Regions from separate parts of the Callithrix jacchus genome. Here region 1 is linked to region 2. Evidence: chromatin contacts called from public Hi-C data. All regions are on one chromosome and are shown on one strand. Each heading gives the region's core, a stretch centred on a gene start, on an enhancer-like site or on the middle of the called end of the contact. The rest is flanking DNA. Distances are from core to core; before and after follow the strand shown. Region 1 has its middle 9.1 kb from the start of TRNAV-CAC. Region 2 holds the start of B4GALT3 (beta-1,4-galactosyltransferase 3).

Region 1 (5,911 bases), core at 2,345-4,844, 190 kb before region 2:
TCCAATTGGTTGAGTTTAAGTTCTGTTTTTCTTTAATATAGACATTTACAAGAAATGGCTCAACATAAGTTTCCCTTGTGTTAGTAAATCAAGCAAGGCTGAGGTCACTTATGAGGCCTGGTTTTGTCTGCTCAGGGATTCTTCAGGCATGGTCTCCATTTTAATTTACTTCAACATATGTCTGAGGTTATGCTGGCTGTTGACTGGGATCTCAGCCGGGATTGTCAGCAGAACACCTATGTGGTTTCTCCATGAGGTTGTTCTGCTTCCTCATTTCCAAGGTGGCTGGATTCTGAGTGACTCCTAAGAAAATCGAGGGGAAGATGTATCACCTTTTCGACCTTGCATTTACAGGCCCACCCAAATTCAAGAGGAGGGAATATAGACTCCACCTCTTAATGGGAGGAGAGTCACATTTAAGAAGCGCATGTAGTGTGGAATATCTTGTTAGAACCGTCTTGAAAAATACAATCTGCCACAGCCATTAAATTTTGAAGTGGTTATACAGAAATAGATAACCAAGATTTAGTGTTATGGGGTTTACTTAGTTCCTCTAGGTAAATGCTTGGTATTGTTTGATTTGCTGGAATGAAATTTGCTAGTATTCCTTCCGTAATTAGAAAAAAAATAATTTTGTGACTCATGCCTATAATCCCAGCACTTTGGGAGGCTGAGGCAAGCAGATTACTTGAGCCCAGGAGTTCGCGACTAGCCTGGGCAACATAGTGAAACCCTGTCTCTACAAAAACATACAAAAATTAGCTAGGCATTGTGGCGCATGCCTGTGGTCCCAGCTGCTCAGGAGGCTGAGGTTGGAGGATCACCTGAGCCTGGGGAGGTCGAGGCTACAGTGAGCTGCGATCATGCCACTGCACTCCAGCCTGGGCAACAGAGTGATATCCTGTCTTAAAAAAAAAAAAGTGTTAAAAAAAACAACAACTTTAAAAGAAGATCCCTGAAATTGTAGCCAGGCTTAGATTCTAATTCTGACTACAATAGTAACTGATTATGACCTTGAACAAATCATTAAGTTTTTCAATATCTCAATTTAAAAATTTTCCAAATGAGAGAAAATAATTTAAATATTCTCTTAAAGTAGCTGGAAAAGACAAACAAACGCAACATTGCATATTACATGCAGTTTTGCAAAATTTGGGCTCAAGTTCCTTGAGATGCTTATAAAAAAATCAATTCAATGGCTAAACTGAGGAAATGCTGTATATTCTATCCCTCACCCACTCTTGAAGAGTCTCAGTGAACATTAGGAAGTTAAACATCTGAGCATTCCCATAGGAAATAAATTGATGCGATTGGTTTAACCAATCAAATTAGTTGGAGGCTAGAGATTTCAGGTTTTAGGGTCTGGGCTTTCAGGACCAGGCCAGTGTGGGGGTTTGCCAGACTACCTGGGTTTGGTAACTGGTTCTACAACTTACTGTGTGTTCTTGGAGAAATTATTTAACTTTCCTGTGCTTCAATTTTCTCATATGCAAAATGTACTACTATTATAATTTTATATTTGGTTATCGCAAAAATACGTTTAAACATTTTTGTTACATTTTAATTTAATCACTTCCATAATGATGATATGACTAATAATTCTGATCTAGATAGACTCTAGTCTCACTGCTTTTTTTTTTTTTTTTTTTTTTTTTTTTGAGACGGAGTCTTACTGTCTTGCTCTGTCACCCAGGCTGGAGTGCAGTGGCACGATCTCAGCTCACTGCAACCTCTACCTCCTGAGTTCAAATGATTCACCTGCTTCAGTCTCCCGAGTAGCTGGAATTATAGGCATGTGCCACCACACCTGGCTAATCTTGTATTTTTTAGTAGAGATGGGATTTCTCCATGTTGGTCAGGCTGGTTTCAAACTCTCAATCTCAGGTGATCCACCTGCCTCAGCCTCCCAAAGTGCTAGGTTTACAGGCGTGGCCTGTTACCTGCTTTCATTACTCCTGGCAGTCCTCAGTAAGGGTCATATTGCTTTTTTTCCCCCAATTTTTTTATTGTGGTAATATTACATAACATAACATTTATCATCCAAAACATTTGTGAGTGTAGAGCTCAGTGGTATTAAATACATTCATATCATTTTGCAACCGTCACCATTATCCATTTCCAGAACTCTTTTCATGTTGCAAAACTGAAATTCTGTACTCATTAAGCAATAACTCCCCATCATCCCTTCCCTCAGCTCCTGGCAGCCACTCTTCTAATTTCTGTTCTATGACTTTGACTATTCAAAGTACCTCATGTCAGTAGAATCATACAGCATTTGTCCTTTCATGACTTGCTTATTTCACTGGGCATAGTGTCCTCAAGTTCCATCCATGTTCTGGCATGTGTCAGAATATCCTGCCTTTTCAAGGCTGAATAATATTCTATTATATAAGGTTGACATTACCTTTTTTTACTTTAGGAATTACAGTCTGGGGGCTGGCCTTTAGCAACCGACATGTTTGGAGAGAGATATCTTCCTCAATGGTCTTCTTTGCTGATGTACTCCTACAGAAATATGCTACATTTTGCTTCTAGGAAGGGTCACCACACTTAATTAGCCCAGTGTTTTCCTCCAGAATTTTAATGTGTCTGTAAATTCACCTCTTAAAGGAGAAAGTGAGGCAAGACAAAGAAAGATATGGGAATTGGCAGAAATAATTCTTCAAGTGAGTCCCTCCCTGGACAGGATTCTCAAGCTAGATATGCAAAAGAGCAGGATCACAGAGCTGAATTAAGGAATTAGATTCTATAGGATCAGAAAATGATCTTAGGAAACTGGGCCATTTTTAGTCTTCATTTCTTTTTGTGTTCTTATTGAAAATTGTAAAGAGGGTGGAAGATATATGCTGAGGTGGCAAGCAACAAACATTCTCTACAGAGGCTAAGACCACAGTGCAGCAGAGAGTGGAGAAGAATGGCATATACTCCCAGAAATGGGAGTCGATGTTAGGAAAGCCCTCCCACTCTAAGGGCTTCCCTGATAAGAGAGTTCTCCCATGAGTAGCTTTCACTATGCAAGGTCAGATGAGACCTAGGGTAGCCCAGGACACAAGGATCCTCCTGTCATCCCCCAAGGGGCCACTTTCAATGTGGGTAGTCCTTGCCCCTCCCTGCCGGGAGCTGAAGGGGCTGTCAGTACCTTTTGCCCTGATCAGTCTCTGGAAAGACAAAGCTTTCATGAATCTGGCCTGAGCGGTCAGTGAGACTGTGGGATCATCCTGAAGGACAGGAGGTCCTGGAGTTCACCCTCATGACATCATATCTGGCTTCGGACGATCACTCTTCATGCCCTGCTCATCACTGTTCCTCACCGTGGCTTCTCCCTAATGCAATGTCTTGTGGGGAGCTATTTCCCTGAGAACACAGTGATATCAGCGTGTGAATCACCTCTTTCTGGGCAAAGGTGGTGGAATTTTTTTACCGTCATGAAGTCAACCCCTTTCCGAGTTGAATAATCCAAATCTTGGCTCTTAGAGCTTCTCATATCCCTAATTCCTGATAAAAGTTAACTCTGGTCCCAACTCTTTATTACCCCATTGCTCAGTATCTTCCACCACATCCTCCTTCTCAAGACTGATACCTATAATATATAATTTTACCGCAGCAGGAGGCAATAGGCGAAGGATTTTTTCCCTTTGTGGTGCTGGGTGTTGGGGACTAGTTGTAAAACTAGTCTCCACTAGAGGGAGACTTAATCTCAAGAAAGAAAACAATATGAAATTTGTCAAGTTGAGAGGAAGTAGAGGTATTAACTCATTTATATAATAGCTGTTGTATTATAGCCAACTATTTCTTCTTTTAAAAAAAACTATTTGTTGTAAAAATAGATCATTTTAAAATTTTTGTTTTATAATTATGTAAAATACATGTTTTCAAAATAAACTCTATAAAACAATATTCAAATAAGTTTATCATCTACCCCCAATGCCTTCCTATTATTCCTTCTCTCTCCCTAGAGGCAACACTTGATTTTTAGTAGAGATGAGGTCTCATTTATGTTGCCCAGCTGGTCTCGATGTTCTGGCCTCAAGTGATCCTCCCAAAGTGCTGGGATTACAGGCATGAGCACCGCAGCTGGCCATTTGTATTTCCTTCTCTGTGAAATGTTTAATCTCTAGCCCAGCTTCCTTTTTTCCTTTTTCTTCCTTTTTTTTTTGACATAGTCTTGCGCTGTCACCTGGTCTGGAGTGAAGTGGCTCGATCTCAGCTCACTACAACCTCCGCCTCGTGGGTTCAAGTGATTTTTCTGCTTCAGCCTCCTGAGTAGCTAGGATTACAGGCACGTGCCACCATGCCAGGCTAATTTTTGTATTTTTAGTAGAGATGAAGTTTCACCATGTTGGCCATGCTAACCTCGAACTCCTGACCTCAGGTGATCCATTCGCCTCGGTCTCCCAAAGTGCTGGGATTACAGGCGTGAGCCACCACGCCCAGCCTCTTTTAATTTTTGTAATGAAAAACAAACAAAAAAGAACATACAAAAAAATACCTCTTTTACTGTTGAGCATACATACAAATGAACCTAGACAACCACTAAGAGCCCCTCACACTTTCATGTACTCATGTATTCAGAAAACTATTCCAGCTTTTTTTTTTTTTTTTTTTTTGAAACGGAGTTTCACTCTTGTTGCCCAAGCTAGAGTGCAACAGTGTGATCTCAGCTCACTGAAACCTCCACCTCCTGGGTTCAAGCGGTTCTCCAGCCTCAGCCTCCTGAGTGGCTGGGATTACAGGCCTGTGCCACCACGCCCAGCAAATTTTTTGTATTTTTAGTAGAAACGGTGTTTCACCATGTTAGCCAGGACAGCCTTGAATGCTTGACCTCAGATAATCCGCCTGCCTCAGCCTCCCAAAGTGCTGGGATTACAGGCATGAGCCACTGCACCTGGCCACTATTCCATCTTTATGGCAGTCATTCAATAACTGGTTCTGCTGCACCTTAAAAGTGCACAACTTGTAAAGTTTGAATATATGGTCTTGGCCAGGTGCAGCGGCTCATGCCTGTAATCCCAGCACTTTGGGAGGCTGAGACAGGAAGATCACTGAGTCCAGGAGTTTGAGACCACCCTGAACAACAAAGTAAGACTCCATCTCTACAAACATTTAAAAATTGGCTGGGCATCACGGCTCCTGCCTGTAGTCCCAGGTGCTCGAGAGGCTGAGGTGGGAAGATTGCTTGAGCCCAGGAGATCCAGTGAGCTGTGATCACACCACTGTACTCCAGCCTGGGCAACAGAGTGAGACCCTGTCTCATAAATAAACACTCTTAATTACACCAATGCCTCAATGTCCCAAGACAGATCGTCAGTAACAGAATCTCAACTGTGTCTCAAAGAATCAGAAAAAAAAGGACAATTCAATGTAATCTACAATACTGAGATATCTACAGGAAAAAAAATTCATATTAATAAATTCCTTGGCCAGGCACCGTGGCTCATGCCTGTAAGGTGGCTCACACCCTGAGGCCATGGCAGGCAGATCACAAAGTTAAGACATCGAGACCATCCTGGCCAACGTGGTGAAACCTCGTCTCTACTAAAACCACAAAAATTAGCTGGCCATGGGTGTGCGCACCTGTAGTCCCAGCTACGTGGAAGGCTGAGGCAGAAGAATCTATTGAACCCAGGAGACGGAGGTTGCAGTGAGCCAAGATTGCGCTGCTGCACTCCAGCCTGGTGACAGAGCAAGACTGTCTCAATAAAAAAAAAAATTCCTTCCTTTTCTCCCTTCTTACCTATTCTCCTTCTCAGTTATTGACAAAGTTTTTCTACAGTACAAGAGAAAAGCCAAATTACCCAACATCAACTTTTTCAAAAAGAAACTTAAAAGATATAAGGCAAGAGACTTACAAATGTAACACCGTTGAAATGATATACTGAGCACTAACCCTAAATCTACTATTACTATAAAA
Region 2 (5,934 bases), core at 659-3,158:
CAGAGCAAGACTCCATCTCAGAAAAAAAAAAATGAACACATTTGCCTCGAAGACTGGGTATTTGGAAAAAAGAAAAGGAAAGGAAAGGAAAAAAGAGGAAGGAAGGAAGGAGACAGAGAAGGAAGGAAAAAAGAAATTAAGAGAAAAATGAACCCTTGTTGATTTTACTTAACTGATGAAGAAACTAGCAGATGTTATAATACAAGAAAAAATCTAGAGAACAGACTTTATTTATTTATTTTTTTTTGAGATGGAGTTTCGCTGTTGTTACCCAGACTGGAGTGCAATGGCACAATCTCGGCTCACCACAAGCTCCCCCTTTTGGGTTCAAGCAATTCTCCTGCTTCAGCCTCTCAAGTAGCTGGGATTACAGGCACACACTACCAAGCCCAGCTAATGTTTGTATTTTTAGTAGAGACGGGGTTTCACCTTGTTGACCAGGATGGTCTCGATCTCTTGACCTCATGATCCACTCGCCTTGGCCTCCCAAAGTGCTGGGATTATAGGCATGAGCCACCGCGCCCAGCCATGAACAGATGTAATCATGGATCAGGAAAACAGAAATGAATATGAAAATGGAGGCTCAGACTGCTTTTTCTTTTTTTGAGATGGAGTTTCACTCTTGTCACCCAGGCTGGAGTGTAGCATCTAGATCTCTGCTCATTACAACCTCCACCTCCCAGGTTCAGGTGATTCTCCTGCCTCAACCTCCCAAGTAGCTGGAATTACAGACATGTGCCATCATGCCCAGCTAATTTTTGTATTTTTAGTAGAGACAGGATTTCACCATGTAGGCCAGGCTGTTCCCAAACTCTTGACCTCAAGCGATCCACCCTCCTAGGCCTCCCAAAGTGCTGGGATTACAGGCGTGAACACAGTGCCCAGCTCCAAGCTGCCTTTTTTTCCCCACAATGTGGGGAGTAGCAGGTTAATTGAACCTCTACAGGACAGAATTTGCATACAGATCAGTTACCTATACTGAATTGTAAAATAACTTCCATGAAAACAGACTCTTTAAAGCAGAAGGATATACTACAGATAAGTCCTTCAGATTTCCCCGTTAGCCTTCACTTCTGGGAAACCTTTCTGGCATCTCTGTGTATGAACGAGTTGCCACTTGTAGGCCAGCATATTTATCACATTATATTGTTTACATCCCTCCCTCCATACAAGATACACAATATCATGGGCTTTCTGAGGCAGATTCTGTGAGTTATTCAAGTCTTTGATTGTTTCTTCAGCGTGAACATCTGCTTCAAAGGAACACAATGTATACTGGGGGGAGTGTTTGTCATAAGGTAAACATATTACATATTAACGGAGCATCCATTTTTACTCTCATATTTGGGGAAACACAATTTTACTTTAAAGAATACTCTGCCTTTCCCTCCACATTCAATGTTTCATTGTTTTATTAACTAATCGTTTTTTTTATTTCCAGGCCTGCGAGATACCATGGGAATACAAAAATGCGCTAGAGCAGTCCGCAACGCTGTAGCCTGCGTGAGGAACAATTGATACTAAGTGGCACTAGGCTGCAGGGGGTGCCACCGACACTGGGAGAGGGCTCAGCAAACCCCAGGGTGATAATGAGGTCAGCGGGAGCACCAGAAACCGGCTCACTAGCCTCTTGATCAGTCTCGGCCCAGAGGAAAAGGAAGGGCTTGAGCTTCTGCTTTTATAAATTTGAGGGGCAGGAAATGAAATCCCACTAGCAGTCTGCGGAGTGCACGTGAGCTCCCGCTCCCCCTCCCGCTCCCCAAGGGGTAGCCTACGACGTGTTCGAAGCGGACACTCTCCGGCGCCGCTCCCGCACCAGCCCCCGGCCACGCGGTACCTCAGACCTTGTGCCTCCACAGCCCGGGTTGCTCCGCCCCGAGGCCACGCCCCATGACGCGAGGCTCCGCCTCCGCGGCGCCCGCTTCCAAGATGGCGGCAGTGATGCTTGCCCGGCTGCCGGGGTGGCGGTGACGACAGGCAGCAAAAGACCGGGTATGTACACTGAGGACGCGTGGGGACGGAGGTCTGGGATAAAGGTTCGGGCAGTCGAGAGGGTGAGAAGTTTGAGTAATGCCTGGAGACGAGCCTGAGCAGGGACGGGGTCCCAGGTGGAAGTAAGGACGGGGGCCAGGCGGGCTCACGTTGCAAGGTAGGGCAAAAGCTAGAGACTGGGATGGGATGGGCGTGCTCCGAAAGAGCTGGGTTTTAACCCCCTGTATAGCGCGGACCACGCCCCTCCAGGTGAGCCCTTCCACCAACCCCGACTGTCTCTGCCCCTGCTCTTCCTCTCCCCTCTCTTCAGCAGTAACCCTCCTCCCAACCCCCCAGAACGGGGGAAAGGTAAAAAAAAGGTAGAGGACGCCATCCACACCCTACTCTCCGCCGAGCTCCGGGGCTGTCTGCTTTCAGCTCCCAGGTGGTCATGGTCCCTGCACCTGAGGAGCTGGTGCCCAGGAAGAACGGAAGGAGCCTGTTTCCTACTTCACCCTGGGTACTCCTTAGTCCATTCCACGGTCCTGTCATGACCCTGTCGTCACTTGAACGGGTTCTTGGTCTGGGGGAAAACTGTTTCCATTAGCTGCCCTATCCCCACTCCCCAAACAAGTCTATCGTGTTGGGATGGAGGTACGGGGGTGATTAAGTATGAACCTGACACTGTCATTGCAGAGTAGCACGGGAGAGAGGCAAGGGACCTACCATCTCCTGCTCCTCCCCTTCCTTTCCAACCACTTTGCTTCACTTCACCTGCTGGGAAACCGGCTTCACCCTGATCCTGATCTCTGGCGGTGCAAGTGTCTAGTTATCCTTTACCACTTCTGTTCCAGCTGGTCCCAGATTTGCTGCTGGAGTGCTAGATGGAGCCTTTCTCTGCCCTCTGTGACATTTCCAATTTTAGATAATGCCTCACATCTCTGTCCCCCCGGGACCCCCTGGAGCCCCCATGATCGCCAAGAAGACAGCTTGAACCTAGGTGAGTCTATATCTTCCCCTCTAAAATGGGAAGAGGGGTATTCTAGAGACTTCTGAAATGAACATGAGACTTGAATGATGTAAACATTCTTGGGGGTGAGGACTGACAGTAGATGGTAGGAGTGGTTTGGGGGGAGGTAGAAGAGAGTGAAACTTGGGCTGAAGTGACAGGTGGTAGGGATACTGGTGGTTACATTCTATTTTGTTTCCTTGCATGACTGTGCACCTGTGTGCTCCCTTCTGTGACTTTGTTCTCTGCCTCTTTTTCCTCTTTACCCCTGTCACCACCTTCATCCCTACCCACTGACCTCTCTGCTGGCTTGCTCTCTTCCTGCCTACCCCTAGAATTCCCCTTTCCCTTCCTAGATCTCACCCCCAGGATGTTGCGGAGGCTGCTGGAGCGGCCCTGCACGCTGGCCCTGCTTGTGGGCTCCCAGCTGGCTGTCATGATGTACCTGTCACTGGGGGGCTTCCGAAGTCTCAGTGCCCTATTTGGCCGAGATCAGGGGCCAACATTTGACTATTCTCATCCTCGTGATGTCTACAGTAACCTCAGTCACCTGCCTGGGGCCCCAGGGGGTCCTCCAGCTCCTCAAGATCTGCCCTACTGTCCAGAACGATCTCCTCTCTTAGGTAAGTGCAGGAGGAAGGAGGTTGTGAAAGGAAGGACAAAGGTGTGGGAACAGGAGGCTTGGGGATAGGGAGGCATGAAGTGGCAGGAGTGGGACTTAGAAGAGGATAATGGACTCTGAAGATAGGCTGAGGTTGAGATAGAATGGACTCTGAATTCAGAGTTTAGATTAGACTGTTGCGTTTCCACTTTTTTTTTTGTTTTTGAGACCCAGTCTCGCTCTGTCACCCAGACTGGAGCGCAGTAGCGCAATCTCAGCTGACTGCAACCTTCACCTCCCAGGTTCAAGCAATTCTCCTGCCTCAGCCTCCTGAGTAGCTGCGATTATAGGCGGGCACCACTATGCCCAGCTAATTTTTGTATCTTTAGTAGAAACGGAGTTTCACTACCTTGGCCAAGCTGGTCTTGAGCTCCTGACCTTGTGTTCCACCTGCCTCAGCCTTCCAAAGCGCTGGAATTACAGGCATGAGCCACCCTACACTGCCTGCCCCTTTATGGACTTTTCCTGCCCCAGGCTAGGAATTGTTTTCCTTGTAGATGAGCCCTGGTTTAATTAGTTGCAAGTCTTGTTCTCTCCAGCCTTCAACTGTAGCTTCCAACCCTGTGAGACAGGAGAAAGTTATGCAACCCTAAAATGAGAAAAGTAGGGTAGGTAAGGATCCTGCACCTTCCAGCCTTTGTAGAGCTGTCCCAATGAAGGGCAATCAAGGCATGTGAGATTTCTGAGTGAGCGCTAAGAACTAAACCCCCGAACCAGACTGCCAGTGCCAGAAGTATTTCCAGACCCTAGTTTGATTCTTTTCTCTTTACCCCTCTGATCCCTCTACTTGCCATTCCTTCCCAACAGTGGGTCCTGTGTCGGTGTCCTTTAGCCCAGTGCCATCACTGGCAGAGATTGTGGAGCGGAATCCCCGGGTAGAACCAGGGGGCCGGTACCGCCCTGCAGGGTGTGAGCCCCGCTCCCGGACAGCCATCATTGTGCCCCATCGTGCCCGGGAGCACCACCTGCGCCTGCTGCTCTACCACCTGCACCCATTCTTGCAGCGCCAGCAGCTTGCCTATGGCATCTATGTCATCCACCAGGTACCCCCAATCTCCACTTCATTTTGACTTTCTTCTAAGGACTCCTCAAGCACATGCCATGCCACTCACATCTAATGGGTCCCTAGAATAATTTTAAGAAGGCCAGACTATCGAGTGCGGAGAGGCACCTGGCACTGCTCTTCCAAATCTGTTAGTCCCATACCTCTCCTTAATCTGCTTAGGTTGTTCCCACTGTCCTACACTTTTCTGTGATTTTTTCCTTTGTTGAATGCCTTGTGCATATTTAGAATTGGACACAATAGGGCTAAAATTCTAGTTCTGTCATTTGTTACATATATGACTCTGAGCAAGAAACTTAACCGTCTAAGATGAGGCATGAGCAGAAGATAACTACTACACCAGCTGTTCCGCACCACACCATTGTTGTCAAGATTAAACACTAGACAGCAGCATCTAAGTATCAGGCCCATACCAATACACAAGCTAGATCTGGCAAATGACTAAATGGAAAAATAAAAAGATAGTCTTTCTTTTTCATTCTCCTTTCCCTCCGCCCCACTTTGATTTCCTTCTTTCTACTTTTATTCTTTAGCCCCCTCTTCTCCATGCCACCTACAGACATAGTCTGGTCCCCCTCCATTATCTTCCAGGCTGGAAATGGAACATTTAACAGGGCAAAGCTGCTGAATGTTGGGGTGCGAGAGGCCTTGCGTGATGAAGAGTGGGACTGCCTGTTCTTGCATGATGTGGACCTCTTGCCAGAAAATGACCACAATCTGTATGTGTGTGACCCCCGGGGACCCCGCCATGTTGCTGTTGCTATGAACAAGTTTGGATACAGGTAGAGGGCATGGAAGGGTGCTGGGAAACAGGGAAGCCCATTGTCCAGTGGAAGGAGGAGAGCCAAGCGGATTGTGGTAGGGGATGTCTCCCCAGAAGACTTGTGGCATGCAAGGATCTTTCTCTCCCCAGCCTCCCGTACCCCCAGTACTTCGGAGGAGTCTCGGCGCTTACTCCTGACCAGTACCTGAAGATGAATGGCTTCCCCAATGAATACTGGGGCTGGGGTGGTGAGGATGATGACATTGCTACCAGGTCAGACTTCCTGCCACCCCCTCCCACCTGAGCTCAGTCTGGATTCCTGTCCTCTAAGACCGCCTCTGGCCATAGTCCTTCAACACAACCTTTAGGTCCCTGGTCTTGCACTGAGCCCATTTATTTCCCTTAGTCTTTCCAGGATACCCAGGTCAGGCTTGCATGCTGCTGCCCATTGTGTCATCCCTCAGTCT

Evidence for each region. Hi-C and Micro-C count contacts between places; a contact is called where the count stands out from the background.
Region 1: a contact with region 2 is called in a Hi-C map of induced pluripotent stem cells, with 2.6 times the contacts expected there. The contact joins the enhancer-like site here to the promoter of B4GALT3 in region 2. A contact is called at or near these places in 3 of 3 Hi-C or Micro-C datasets (induced pluripotent stem cells and skeletal muscle).

Annotation. Positions count from the first base shown.
Region 1 is chr18:21,230,129-21,236,039 of calJac240_pri, reverse strand. No RefSeq gene overlaps it. Among named protein-coding and RNA genes, the nearest start is that of TRNAV-CAC, 9.1 kb to the left of the region's middle. Within about 2 kb of position 3,594, at least 2 of the 16 cell types and tissues checked have an H3K27ac peak or open chromatin away from gene starts, as enhancers often do.
Region 2 is chr18:21,036,808-21,042,741 of calJac240_pri, reverse strand. It overlaps B4GALT3 (beta-1,4-galactosyltransferase 3), which reads left to right and starts at 1,908. Exons shown (of 9, transcript XM_078356124.1): 1 at 1,908-1,992; 2 at 2,303-2,491; 3 at 2,826-2,971; 4 at 3,337-3,603; 5 at 4,449-4,684; 6 at 5,296-5,486; 7 at 5,618-5,740. The coding sequence starts at 3,351.